Regions from separate parts of the Sus scrofa genome. Here region 2 is linked to region 1. A link is a contact called in public Hi-C data. All regions are on one chromosome and are shown on one strand. Each heading gives the region's core, a stretch centred on a gene start, on an enhancer-like site or on the middle of the called end of the contact. The rest is flanking DNA. Distances are from core to core; before and after follow the strand shown. Region 1 has its middle 110 kb from the start of SIRPA. Region 2 holds the start of LOC100739707 (signal-regulatory protein beta-1-like).

Region 1 (7,475 bases), core at 447-2,946:
AGGCCAGGGATCGAACCCCACCTCCTCATGGACACTATGTCTGGCTCTTAACCCCCTGAGCCATGATGGAAACTCCCCGCTACCCCTATTTAATGAATGTTAACACTTAGCTCCATTTGCCTTACATTGAGAATACAAAAAAAAATTATTCCAGGGCTTCCTGGTGGCCTAGCAGTTAAGGATCTGGCATTGTCACTGCTATGGCTCCGGGCACTTCTGTGGTATGGGTTTGATCCCTGGCTGGGAACTTCTGTGTGCTGCAGGTGCAGCCAAAAATATGTGTATATATATATATGTATATATATATATATATTTTTTGAAAACATATAACTTTTTTGAAAACAGGTAACTGATTGAAGAGCGAGAGCTCTAGGGAGGGGTCCTGGGAAAGGTGGACATAAGGGACAAGCAGGCAGGTATAATTTCAATAGATGTTCCTTTCTGCTTCTTTGTCCAGCTGTCCCCACCCTGAAGATCACCACCAAGCCCTCTGGGATGCAAATCCAGGTACATCGGAGAGTGAATCTCACCTGCCACCTGAGCCGCTTCTATCCCTCTCACCTGCTCCTCACCTGGATGGAGAACAGGCACAAAGTTCAGACCATGGAGTCCCCCCAGGTCACCAGAAACCCAGATGGGACCTACTGGCAGGCAGAGGCCAGGCTGGATGAGAGCAAGTTTGCCTGCTGGGTGGTCCAGGATAAGCAGCCCCCAGTCCAGGCCAACATCACCCTGCGGGCTCAGGTGCCCAGGCTGGGGAAAGATGGGTGCAGCCTCTCACCAACCCCTCTGGGCAGCATGGCTGGGAGGGTCAGGGGTGAAAACACAGGCCACCTGCCTGGAGTGCAGACAGAAGTAGGTCAGGACTCAGGAAACCAAGGGTTCAGGGTGAAGGAAGGGAGGACGCCCTGGGCTGCTGATAAAACTCTCAGGCACTCACCCCAAATTCCATTCCTCCCTCCTCCACATCCTTCTCAAGAAGAAAGTGTGGGACTTCTTTTCCCAATTCCATGCACTCTTCTGGTTGAAATTTCTCTACCTTCATACTTGGCTTGGGGAAAAGGCAGACTATAAGGACAGCTGGGCCACCGAATCCCTTCTAGGAAGGCTTTAATCAATCAAGACTGGTTCAGGGCAGTTTCTAGAAGGCGTTTTTCAAGAGAGGCCAGAATTCTTTTTTTTTTTTTTTTTTCCTTTTCTTTTTTTGCTTTTTTAGAGCCATATCTGCGGCATATGGAAGTTCCCAGACTAGGGGTCGAATTGGAGCTACAACTGCCAGCCTACACCACAGCCACAGCAATGCCAGATCCGAGCCCCATCTGTGACCGACACCACAGCTCATGGCAACACCGGATCCTTAACCCACTGAGCAAGGCCAGGGATCGAACCGGCAACCTCATGGATACTAGTCGAGTTGGTTACCGCTGAGCCACGACGGGAACTCCTGGAGAGGCTAGAATTCCTGACAGGATTACCTGGGAAGCAGGGAAGGTGCAGGTGCAAGATTTGTATTCTCTCTACCGGGGGTTTCTCTCTCACACACACCTCTTTTTTCTCTCTTCTCCTCTCCCTTGCCCCTCATTTTCTTTTTCTCTCTCTCACCCCATCCAAATCTACCTCCTCTTCCCTACCTAGCTACCTTTTGTGTCCTAGATGACATTCTCCACTAGGGGGAGCTGTCCACCAGCAGTTCAGACTTTGCGGAAAGACCTGCTTTCCTCGGTTCTGCAGGAATCAGCTTGGGAGAAGGAATGACTGAGCCAGAAGAGATGAGATGGGGAGGGAAGGGAAGGAGGAGAGAAGGGAGCATTAGAACTGGCCAGGCCTGGACCAGCCAAGGGCGAGCCAGAATGTGCACTGACAGCTCTCCAGAACCATAGGAGGTGGGATAGGACAGCTCCCTACTGGCCCTGTCAGCTGCCGTGAGCTACTACCTGGGAAAGGGTAGACAGGATGCTGGGCTGCAAAACCACATGAATTCCCAACAGGGGCATTGCTGCTGCATTCACACTCTCCCGGAAAGAAGTGGCCTTTATCCGCCTGCTCTAAGAATTCTTGGGCAAATGACCCCATCCCCTTGCAACTTCTCACTGTCTTTTTTTTTTTTTTCTTTGTCCGGCCAAAATTTAAAAAAGATCCATAAAGTGGGCTATACAGATCTGGGTGAAAAACTCCAAACTGGTCCTTTCTGACCAGAAGCAACTTACGTTATTTCTTTACTGACTCACGCCGAGTTTGTTCCTCTCCTGTCTTATTTTCTCTTTCACCTGCAAACCTGTATCCTGCCCCCTGCTGCAAGGTAACCCACCCCCACCCCCGCCGCACCCCACCCTGTGAGCATCGCTCTGATTCTCCCACACCCTGTGCAGGTGTTTGGTGTGCCCTGTGGTCTGCAGTGGGGAAGGGCAGCTTCCTCTTCTGGTATCAGGCTCCCTTCTGCGTGGTGCTAATGTACCTTTGCATTTACAGCTCCTCAGTGTGAGCTCTAAACCCTTCCTCAGGTCCACTCCTTACACACTTACACACCTCTATACTCTGCTCATGTCGGCTGACACCTGTAGCACTTGCTGTGTACCAGGTGTCCTCACGTATGTTACCTGATATACGACAGCTGGAACCGCAGCAGAGGGACCAAGGTCTCAGGGGTCTCAAATAGCAGAGCTGGGACTGAGGGCAGGACTGTCTCCCCACAAATTCAATGTATTTTCTTTTCTTTTTCTCCCCCTTTTTTTTTTTATGGCTGAACCTGCAGCATATGGGTCAGATTTGAGGCTCATTTGCGACCTATGCCACAGCTTCTACAGTGCCAGATCCTTAACCAACTCAGCAAGGCAAGGAGTCGAACCCCCATCCTCACAGAGACAATGTCAGGTCCTTAACCCACTGAGCCACAATGGGAACTCCTCAGTGTATCTTCTGAAATTTTCCCTTCACCCTGCCTAAGAATATAAATCTCAGTGTTATCTCACGTCTTTCTCAAATTTCCCTCTTAAATACTCCATATCTGATATTTTTCTCTTCCTGAACTGTCATGTCTGCCCGCACATTCAGTTCTCACAGCTGGTCCTGAAACTATGGGGTCTCCTGCAAGTCCTGATCAGAGGCTCATTTTTTTTTTTTTTTGGCCTTTCAGGGTCGCACCTGCAGCATATGGAGGTTCCCAGTCTAGGGGTCCAATTGGAGCTACAGCTGCCAGCCTACACCACAGCCACAGCAACACAGGATCTGACCCTTGTCTGCAACCTACACCACAGCTCACAGCAACACCAGATCCTTAACCCACTGAGCAAAGCCAGGGATCAAACCCGCAACCTCATGGTTCCTAGTCAGATTCGTTTCCACTGTGCCAAGATGGGAACTCCCAGAGGCTTAAACTTTACCCCTCTCCTCTGTGCTGAGACCCTCACGGCCTTGAAGCACACACAGGCTCTTATGTTTGGAGGTGGCTAAATATTGGAGTCCAACAGATCAGTGTCACCTGGCAGGGCTGCCACGGGCCTCCTGAGACCTCAGCAAAGCACTGCCCCTTCCTGAGCTCAGTTTTCCCATCTGTGCAATGACAGTTTTATGCCCACCTCGTGGGGACCAGGTGGAGACTCCTTTTCCTTGACCCAGCTTGGTGCCCAGACAATGGGGCAACAGTGGGTGCTTTGTGATGCCCACATACAGTCTCCATAGTGGCCAGCCCAGAGCTGGGTTGAAAGCAGGAAAATTCACTGATCGTTAAGGGGACAGCTATGAAGAAGCAGAGGCAGCTGTGGTGTAACAGGAAGAGCCCTTGACTGGAGTCAGAATTCCTGGGTTGGAAAGTGACACCCTCCAGGAGGCTTTTTTTCCTCTAACACGAGAAATATGACTAATAATAATTCCCTAGATGGTTGTGAGTATATGATGACAACAGTTACCATTTAGAGTGATAACCACGTGCCTCATATTCTTTACTAATTATTTTACATAATTTATTAATTAACTCTGAGAATTAAGGCTCATCCTCATTTTACAGATGAGGAAACTGAGGCTTAGAGAATTGAGTTGCTCAGGCTTATGCAGTGAGGGGCTGGCAAAAGCACACTTGGGCTGAGCCTGACCCCAAAGGCTGTGCTCTTATCCTTTCTCTGTGCCACCTGCCTTCATGTGACCTGTTCTGGGAGCAGTGAGATGCCCTTCCCTGTCCAGGGACAAGGGCAGAACAGAGCCTGGTCACTGGACATGGACCTTGGACTCCGAGTACCTGGCTAAGAACACCTGCTCTGCTGACTAGTTGCAGACTTAGGACAAGTCACCTAGGTTGTCTGAGCCTCAGTTTCTTCATCTGTGAAATGGGATAGAGGCGCTCCCTCCTCCTAAGGTTGCAGGAGGTCTCAGGTCAGTAAGCAGGGTTGTGAGGTGTGGGTTGGGGGAGTCAGGGCTCCTTACAAACCTCTGCGGTCCCTTAATTTCATGGTCTGGCCTCTAATACCAGCTTCATAATTGTCAGAATGTAACCTTTAAAAGCCTGTGGAAGAGGGGGGTGAAGGAGCTTCTCAATAGAGATGCTAAGGATTTTCTCGCTCTGAGTTTGGGCTCCTCCGTGTCCTCTCACGGGCGCGTCTCTCCTACAGGCAGGAGTATCTTCTCTCACACATTGCAAGGCCCCTTGCAGCGATCGGAGCCGGCACACACATCCAGCTCAAGTTCACATCCTCTGGATTCCCCACAGGTCCGCTCACTGGGACCTGGCTTAAAAACGACCACAAGCTGTTAAAGACCCAGATCAGCGTCCACCTCAGCGGAGACTCATGCAATGTGACCAGCAGCGTGCTTGTCCTGCCGCAGGCTGCTGAGGCCTTCCCTCAACCTCTGTCAAGTTCAGCACGGATCCACAGTGGTTTTCTGGAAAACCATCCACCTGGACCAGTACCTCCATTGTAAGGACCTTCATTTTGTTCAGACAGTTTAGCACAGAGTCAGGCTCTGAGGTCTCTGAGCCTCAATTTCCTCCACTGAAAAATCGGACACCCCTCACTTGGTTGTGGCAGGCTTCCAGGGAAACGATACTGGTAAAGGAATTAACACGTACCTTGTTCACAGCAACCTCAAATTAGTGGCAATTATTATTAGTCATCATTGTTATACACATCACCCTTTGGAACTCAGTTTCTTCACCTGGAAAATGGAAGCAAAATATCTTCTGGGAATTTAATTTTATTATTACACTTTTTTTGTATATGAAGAGGATTTAAAGGACTTTGCAAACTTCTAAATTTTATCTGTCTTCATTTTTTAAAGTTTTACTGAAGTCTCGTCAATTTACGATGTTGTGATAATTTCTGCTGCACCACAAAGCGATTCAGTTATACATGGACACCCACCTATTCTCATTCATGTTCTTTTCCCACATAGATTATCACAGAATATTGGGTAGAAAACTTCTAAATTTTACATGCAACGCTGTCTTTAGATCATCACTCACGTCTGGGTAATGACCTGATTTTTCATATGTTTTTTGTTGACTATGATTTTCTTGACCTGAATCAAGGCTTGACAGGTCTGTAAATTACATGACGTGAAATTCCTTCATATCATGCCGAGAAGGAATCTTAGTGATCACCTCACTGTTTACGACAACTCAGAAGCCCAGAGAAGGCAAGTGAATTATCCAAAGTGGCACAGCAGTAAAATGAATCCCTACATTTTTATAGGACTTTAGAGTTTACAAACTATTTTCCTCAATTTCTTTTTGCTATTGTCTTGGAAGGAAACACATCATTTTACATGGATAAAATTGGTGACTCAAATGAGCACAGCACACAGCCAGCATACACATTTGCGTGAATGGATTCATGTATAAGCTGCCCTGTACTGTTTATCCCAATCGTGGTTGATAGAAGGAAGCTGAGGGTGTGAAAAGTGAAGGCTGCCCAAGGGTGTGAAGCTGGAGAATGAGAGACCTTTGAGATGAATTCAGGCTCCGACTCTGCTGGTCACCAGCCGTGAGACCTCTCGCTCGTGACGTCAGTTCTCCCAGCCTTGAATCTCTGACTGCAGAATAGGAAAATGATAATGCAGGGAGTCGTGCTTCTCTGAGTATTTTTATATGATTCCCTGACCTTAGGACAATTGTGTACAGGAGCAAAAATTATAGATAATAAAATATTCACAATGAATGGATTATTTGCAAAGTACACCCACCTCTAAACCTTCCCTGCTCAACACGGCCTGCATCTCAGGTTTGGGTTCCCATCGGGGAAATAACTTTTCCAGTGTCTTTATTTGAGTTCCCTTGAAAGTAGAATCTGAAACTAGGACTTGGGTTGCAGGTGGTGGGGGGATGATCCAGAGAGGCTGGGATAAGAGATGGAGTGAACGAGACAGGGAAGGAGGCCACCCAGAAAGGATGAGAACCAGGTGCCCCTGGGGATGACTGATGCTTAAGGTCACAGGGGCTCTGCAGACAATTCCTCAGGACTGTCCCACAGAGTAGGGAGGCTGGGATGTGCCCTCATGGGCTAGGTGGCATTTCATGATTATAGAGAAACCCAGAGGCAGAGAATCGGGGACGTGGACCTGCCCAGCATCACTGCTCTGAGAGCAGGCAGCTGAGGGAGATGCTGTGGAGCCCAGAAACCCTCTGCTCTAGGAGGTGGGTCTTACCTTGATTGAAGCGTGGTGAACATCAGACCACTCTGTGTAAACAGAATCCACATCCATTGCCAAGTGAAATCAAAGATCTGGCAAAGGGTATTTCACAAAATTGATGTGAATGATGTTTGGGAACTGCCGGGATCCCGGGTGAACTTTACGACGTTTAAAGAGGAAAGAAGAGAGACCATCTACGACTTTCGTGATTCTATGGGCACTGCAAAAGAGGGCTCTTTCATTAAAAGAGGCTTCTTAAAATTGATAGACCTGTCAAGTAATTTCAAATAATTTTCAAAATTACCTTGTAATGATAATGCTGTGAATGTGAAATTTGAAACGAAGGTTCTCCATATAAGTTTTTAGTAAAAAAAAAAAAAATACTGGTTTTCTTATACTTCTAACACTTGTTCCTTCTAAGAGTTGGTGCATGGTTAGAATTAAGATTTAATTAATAATAATTAAAAATATTTAATTAAAATATAAATTAAATAAAATCATTTTTATAATGAAATGTTTTTCAAGATAAAGTTTCAACCAATTCCTTTTTGATAATTTCATTGAATGTGTTGTCTGGAGTTCCTGCCGTGGCTCAGCGGAAACAAATCTGACTAGCATCCATGAGGATGCAGGTTTGATCCCTGGCTTTGCTCAGTGGGTTAAGGATCCGGCATTGCTGTGAGCTGTGGTGTCGGTTGCAGACGTGGCCTGGATCCTGCATTGCTGTGGCTGTGGCTTAGGCCAGCAGCTACAGCTCCGATTCGACCCCTAGTCTGGGAACTTCCCTATGCCACAGGTGCAACCATAAAAAGACCAAAAAAAGAAAGAAAGTGGTGTCTGATTTTCATTATGGTCCT
Region 2 (6,647 bases), core at 2,148-4,647, 99 kb after region 1:
TTTTGTTGGTTTGGTTTGGTTTGGTTGGTTGGTTGGTTTTGCTTTTAGGGCTGCACCCAAGGCATATAAAAGTTCCCAGGCTAGGGGTCAAATCAGAGCTAAAGCTGCCGGCCTATGACACAGTCACAATAATGTGGGATCCAAGCTGTGTCTGCGACCTACACCACAGCTCAGAGCAACGCAAGATACTTGACCCACTGAGCAAGGGTGGGTATCAAACCTGCCTCCTCATGGATACTAGTTTTTAAAACTACAAAATGGGAAGAGACATTTTCCCACATTCTTCCCAACCCTTCTTTTAAAGCTTGAGATTCTGCATTCGTTTTCTATTCCTGCAGAAAAAAATTACCCCACAACTTAGTGGCTTAAGTCAACAAACATTTTCTCACAGGTTATCTGGGTCAGGTATCTGAGTATGAGTTAACTGCGTCCACTGGCTCGTAGCCTCATGACTGTGGTTATCATGTCAACTAAAGCTGCTATCTACTCAAGGCTTCCCTAGGGGCTGGGGAAATGCTTCCAAGGTCCCCTCCATGGCTGGTAACAGGATCTGCTTCCAAGGTCCCCTGCATGGCCAGTAACAGGACTCGGAGCCTTGCTGGCCATGACATAGGATGTTAGTTCCTGTCTCATGGATCTCTCCCTGGACACCACACACCATGGCAACTGTTTTTCCTCAGAGTAATGAGAGGGTGAGAGCAAGAGCAAGACAGCAGTCATAGGTTTCTTGTGACGTCATTACAGAAATGACTTCCCAGCACTGCTGCTGTATTCTATTCACCTGGAGCTGAGTCACTAGGAGTAGTCCACACTCAGGAGAAAGAGGTTGCACAAGGATGTGAATTCCAGTATCATTGGGAGCCATCATAAGATGATCTACTACATGTGCCCAAATCTTGGAATGATCCTTGGTCCTCTTTTCCCTCATACTCCACATCCAAGTCCTCCTCTACATCTTACATACAAAATAGACCCAGAATCTGATCACTTCCCACCACCTCCAAGGCTACCGTCTTGTTCTAAGTCCCTGTTATCACTCACCTGGATGATTCAATCATTTCCTAACTCTGGTCTCCCTGCTTCCATCCTTGCACACCTCAGGCTACGTTCCTCAAAGCAGCCAGAGGGATCCCATCACTTTTCAGACAATGTGCCCTCCAATGCCTCCCTACCTCATAGTCAAGCCAAAAGGAGTCTATGGTGACCTATGAGCCCCTATTCTAGCTGCCCTAACCTCTCTGATTTCATCTCCTGCCACTTTGCCACTTAAAAGCTGGGCTCCAGCCACAGTGGGTCCTTGACCTTCGCTGTCGTCTCTTCCCCTAATGATCTTCTCCCATTCTCTGCAGAGCTCACTCCTTCACTTCTTTCAAGCTTTTATCCAAATATCATATTATTTTCAAGGCTCTAGGACCTCCCCTGCCCCCCAGGCTAGCTTTCCCATCCCCTTTACACTGACATATGCCTCTCATAGCAATTTCACCATTGGACATTCTATGTATGTACTTGATTATTCAATGGCCTCATTCGCATGTATGTTAGCTCCTTGGAAACAAAAAGATTGGCTTTTTCTTTCACTGTTATAGCCCCTTGTCTAGAACACTGGTTGGAACCAGCCAGATACTTAATAAAGACTTACGGAGTGAATGACTCTATGCTTCGTTCAGGACTTAGGTTACTGTTTTAGATGTAAAGCAGTTATGCCAGTCCCTGCTGGCAGGGAGCACCAAACACAGTGAAGGTAATAGGCTCTAAGGAGTGGATTGGAGAGCAAGGTTGTCATAGGTGACATTCTAATTACTACTGCTGCATAACAAAACACCCCAAAATCTAAGATCAATAAACAACCACTTCATGAGGATCAATGGAACTGTGGGGTCTGGAATTCAGACAGGGCACAAGAATGGCCTTTCTCTACTGTCTGTTGTCTGGGGCCTCAGTTGGAAAGACTCAGTTAGGGATGACAATGGGGGCTGGAATCATCTGAAAGTTTCTTCATTCATACTTGTAATGATTGAATTGACTATTGACAGGAACCTTAGCAAGGCTTTCAGCTAAAACTCCTATATGTGTCCTTGTCAGGCAGTTTGTGTATGTGCTAGTTTGAACTTCATCATAGCATGGTGGCAAGATTCCAAAAATAAGTGTCCCAAGGTGTCAAAGTAGGACAGGGATGTTCTATGGTCAAGCCTCAGAAGTCACATCATATCACCTGTGTTGTCATCATAAGCCTGCCCAGATTCATGGGGTGGGGGGGCAGGGCTGGATATTTACCTACTTCTCCATGGAAAGACTGTCAAACAGCATGAGGGGAGGGGAATATTGCTGCAGTCAGCTCTGGACAGTGCAATCTTTCATTCTTGAAAAGAGAGGGTCGTTGGAACGATGGATATAAAGGTACCACACTGGCCAGTTCTTCATCTAAAGTCCCCCCAGGGAAACTTTCTTAGGTGAGGGAAATAGAATAAGTTCTCAAGGGAAGAGAGAATTTGTCATATGACAAAACACTCTAATCTCAGCACTTTTACCACTGCAACCTGGGGTCAATTCCTGGTCTGGGAACTAAGATCACACATCAAGCCACTGGACACCACAGCAAAATATATATATATATTATATATATAATACATTTTTTTAAAGGAACTATCTAATCCTATCTCTGACTCCCTCTCTTGTTCTTCCCCTTCTTCTTAGCAACATACACTCATTTACTGGAAGGACGACAGCAGAGTAACTGAGCCATAGAAAGCAGTGTCTGGCATGGATCCCATAGAAGGGAGTAGCTCACAGATAAGAGGCTCTGAACACAATCTTGTACACAAACTGTTGCTGCTCAGAAGAAAAGATGAGGCGCTTTCTAGATGTAAGAATTTTCCTTGATCAACCCCTCCTTCTGACCAGAGCTGGCCCCAGACCAAGACAAACAAAAGAGGTTCCCCTTCCCCTCCGGCCGTGATCTGGTTGTAATGTTTTCCCTGCAGATGAACCTGCTGAGGCCTCTCCCCATCCCTCACAGCCCTCCTCCATCCTCTAAAACAACAACAGCCGCGCTTCCTCTCCAGAGATCTAAAGCCACAACCTCACCCAAAGCCGCAGCCCCTGCAGTGCACTCTCAAAGCCAAGGGTTCCCATTAGATGTGGCTCAATTTTATCAGTGACATCTCTGAAGTGGGAAGAATAGGGCCCCCCTCCCTTGAGGCCTCATTTCCAGGGGCTCTCCTTCTGAGCAGCTGTGCAGTTCACCGAGCACAGCTGTTGAACTCTCCCACAAGACTGTGAAACCCTTAGAGCCGTAATCTCTTACTTTGTGTCTGATTCCTCTTTCATGATCTAGAAGCAGGAACTGCCAAAATCCCACAGCCCTTGCCACCCATCATAGTCACTTCCTCTTATATTAGGGAGACGGAAGCTTCACTTCTCACCGCGGAGCACAGAGTTTCCAGGCTCTCTAGGACAACATTCAGAAAGAGCAGGTTCCAGGAGCCAAGATGCCTGTCCCTGCCTCCCCGTCCAACCTGCCTCTGCCGTCCGTGATGCTGCCTCTGCTGCTGGGACTCACAGGTGAGCACCATGCCTTGAATACCACCCTCAGATACCCCTGTGCAAGGATGCTTACCTGAGTTTGGCAATGGTACCATCCCCCCACCTGCAGCGAGGCCAATGGATCTCTGTTCCAAGGCCTCTTTCTTTTCTGTCTCTTTCTCTTCAAAATATTTTTCTAAATGTTCTCCTTTACAACAAGGATATCCTAAACAATTTCCCCCAGAATTCTTTTTTTTTTTTTTAAGGGCCTCACCTGTCACCTATGGAGGTACACCACAGCCACAGCAACACCAGATCCAAGCCATGTCTGCGACTTATACCACAGCTCATGGCAAAGCCAGATCCTTAACCCAATGAGCGAGGCCAGGGATTGAACCTCCACCCTCATGGATGCCAGTCAGATCCATTTCCACTGAGCCACGACAGGAACTCCCTCCCCCAGCATTCTTATTATTTACAGAGATCTACTTCTCTCCAGTGCAGGTCCAGACAGGATTTAGTCCACCCAGGCATTTCTCAGTGACAGGGGTTCCTAGTCACTCCTCAGCTCCCATATCCCTGACACCCTGTGAAAGATCCATGATCCTCAATGGCTTTACCTGAAGGAATGGGTACCATCCTAGGGAGGAGGTGGAGATGTGACAAGTGAGCCTTCTGTCCTGCTAACGACCATAGAACCTGGGAATCAGGGCTGCTTAAACTGAGATGAAGATAAATGGATGGATAGATAGATAGACCACAACTACAAATGCAACGTAGAACTATTAGAAAAAACTGGCACGTGGTACTTTTTAGACTGTTAAGTCTCCGAGAATCTCAGATTCTTAGGATTATATTCTTAATATGGGGATTATACCTGCCTGTTCACTTTCATTTCCCTAGATATGACCCCAGACCCAGGTAGGCTGGTGAGACACCCCTCCCTTCCCAGCAGTGTTATCATCTTAGTTGAGAGGTCAACCTACAAGTGGTTAAAAGCATAGATATATTTTGAAACCAATACGCCAGTGTTTGAATTCAAGTTCCATCACTTATAACATGTTTGACATTGTGCAGAAACACAGAGAAGCTTAGTAAGAAGTTTAGGAGTTCCCGTCATGGCACAGTGGTAACAAATCTGACTAGGAACCATGAGGTTGCAGGTTTGATCCCTGGTCTTTCTCAGTGGGTTAGGGATCTGGTGTTGCCGTGAGCTGTGGTGTAGTTTGCAGAAGCGGCTCGGATATGGCATTGCTGTGGCTCTGGAGTAGGCCGGCAGCTATAGCTCTGATTTGACCCCTAGCCTGGGAACCTCCCTATGCCATGGTGCAGCCCTAAAAAGCAAAAAAAAAAAAAGGAAGAAGAAGAAGTTTAGTAACTTCTCTTTGCCCCTGTTGTCTTGTTGAAAAATTCTTTACTAACAGGATTATGGTGAAAATTAAGGAAACTAATTATATTAAATTAGTTAATATATTCAAGTGTTTCAAGTGATGCGTGGCACACACCAGCTTCTATAGAAGCTCTGACTCATTCCCTCCGGGATTTAGTTAATGCAAATATGAACGCATAAAAATGATCTCACTGTTTCTGGCATTACAACATTCACTCTGGGTCCTTGACAAGCCAGTGTCTTCATTTAAAACTCACAGCAGACATGAAAAACGGGAATGATCCATCATGCTTCATAGAAAAGGAAACCAAATAAAAGGGAAGGGGCTTCTCAGAATCTTCAGGCTTGTTAGTGCTGGAGTCAGGCTATGTGCCCACATCGGCCTGCTTCCCCAGGCCAGAGGCGTCCCCTTGGCTCCAGTTCTGGGTGTCTTTTTAAAGTTCTCAGTTTCAACAAAGCTCAAGAGAAGTCCCCTGGGCCAGGCAGGAGACTTGGAACTGCTGTGTGTTTCCCTCCAGGAGCAGCAGGTGAGGAGGGGCTGCAGGTGCTTCAGCCTGAGAGGTCCGTGTCTGTCGCAGCTGGAGAGACGGCCACTCTGCCCTGCACTGCGACCTCCCTGATCCCCATTGGGCCCTTCAAGTGGTTCAAGGGGACAGGACCAGCCCGGGAGCTAATCTACGATTTCAAAGGAGATCCTCGGGGCCACTCCCCCCGAGTAACAAATGCTTCAGATGCCACAAGGAGAGACAACAAGGACTTTTCCATCCGCATCCGGAACATCACCCCAGCAGACGCCGGGACCCACTACTGTGTGAAGTTCCGGAGAGAGAGCCCTGCGGACGTGGAGTTTAGGTCTGGGCCAGGCACCCGGCTGTTTGTGCGTAGTAAGTCCAGATCTCTGAAATCGCAGACCTCTGTTTTAAAACAATCACAACCTCCAGTCTTTTAGCCCAAGGTTCCTGCATTGTTAGCCCTTGGGTCAAGTTTGAGGATAAAAGATGGGGACAGTGAGAAGTCACAGGAAAAAGAAGAGTAAACATAATCTCAGGGACACATCAGTACAATCCTAACCCTTTATAATGTTGCAGGTTTTGAAGGCCACGAAAAAGACTTATAAACAAAGCAGATAAAAGTATAGACTCTAGGTCCAAATAGCCTGGGTTCAACTTCTAGTTCTGCCATTAACAAGCTGTGTGACTTCATTAACTTGCTAAAATACTCTGTCCCTCAATATCCTCTTCTAAAAGATAGGGAAAGGAGTTTGGTCATGGCTCAGTGGGTTAAGAACCCAGTGTAGTTCCGTGAGGATGTGGGTTCAATCCCTGGCCTTACTCAGTGGATTAACGATCTCACATTGCCACAAGCTGTGGCTGTGACATAGGCCTCACCGGCACCTCTGATTCAACCCCTAGCCCAGGCACTTCCATATGCCACAGGTGCGGCTGTAAAAAATTTTTTAATAAAAAAAATAAATAAATAAATAAATGAAAGAGAGGGGAAAAAAACTGTACTTACTTTGTGGATTTGTTGTGAGGACTATAAATTTAAATGTGTTTATAAATGTTAGGTACTTAGAAGAGTACCTGTAACATAAGAAATGTTATATTACTGTATATTGTCAGTTTTCAGGATTTTAAAACTAATCAGACTTAAAAATATATTCTTAACAGCACGGAATCATATATTACACAGAAACAAAGACTAATAGAATTATTGAGGCAGAAAATTATAATCA

Evidence for each region. Hi-C and Micro-C count contacts between places; a contact is called where the count stands out from the background.
Region 2: a Hi-C map of alveolar macrophages shows a contact between it and region 1, with 2.3 times the contacts expected there. The contact joins the promoter of LOC100739707 here to the enhancer-like site in region 1. A contact is called at or near these places in 1 of 5 promoter capture datasets (liver), 24 of 47 Hi-C or Micro-C datasets (alveolar macrophages, blood, embryonic fibroblasts and 11 more) and 1 of 2 datasets of contacts at active chromatin or transcription factors (alveolar macrophages).

Annotation. Positions count from the first base shown.
Region 1 is chr17:33,718,110-33,725,584 of Sscrofa11.1, forward strand. No RefSeq gene overlaps it. Among named protein-coding and RNA genes, the nearest start is that of SIRPA, 110 kb to the left of the region's middle. Within about 2 kb of position 1,697, at least 3 of the 83 cell types and tissues checked have an H3K27ac peak or open chromatin away from gene starts, as enhancers often do. A contact at or near this core is called in alveolar macrophages, where this site is marked.
Region 2 is chr17:33,815,354-33,822,000 of Sscrofa11.1, forward strand. It overlaps LOC100739707 (signal-regulatory protein beta-1-like), which reads left to right and starts at 3,398. Exons shown (of 6, transcript XM_013985186.2): 1 at 3,398-3,561; 2 at 5,431-5,796. The coding sequence starts at 3,489.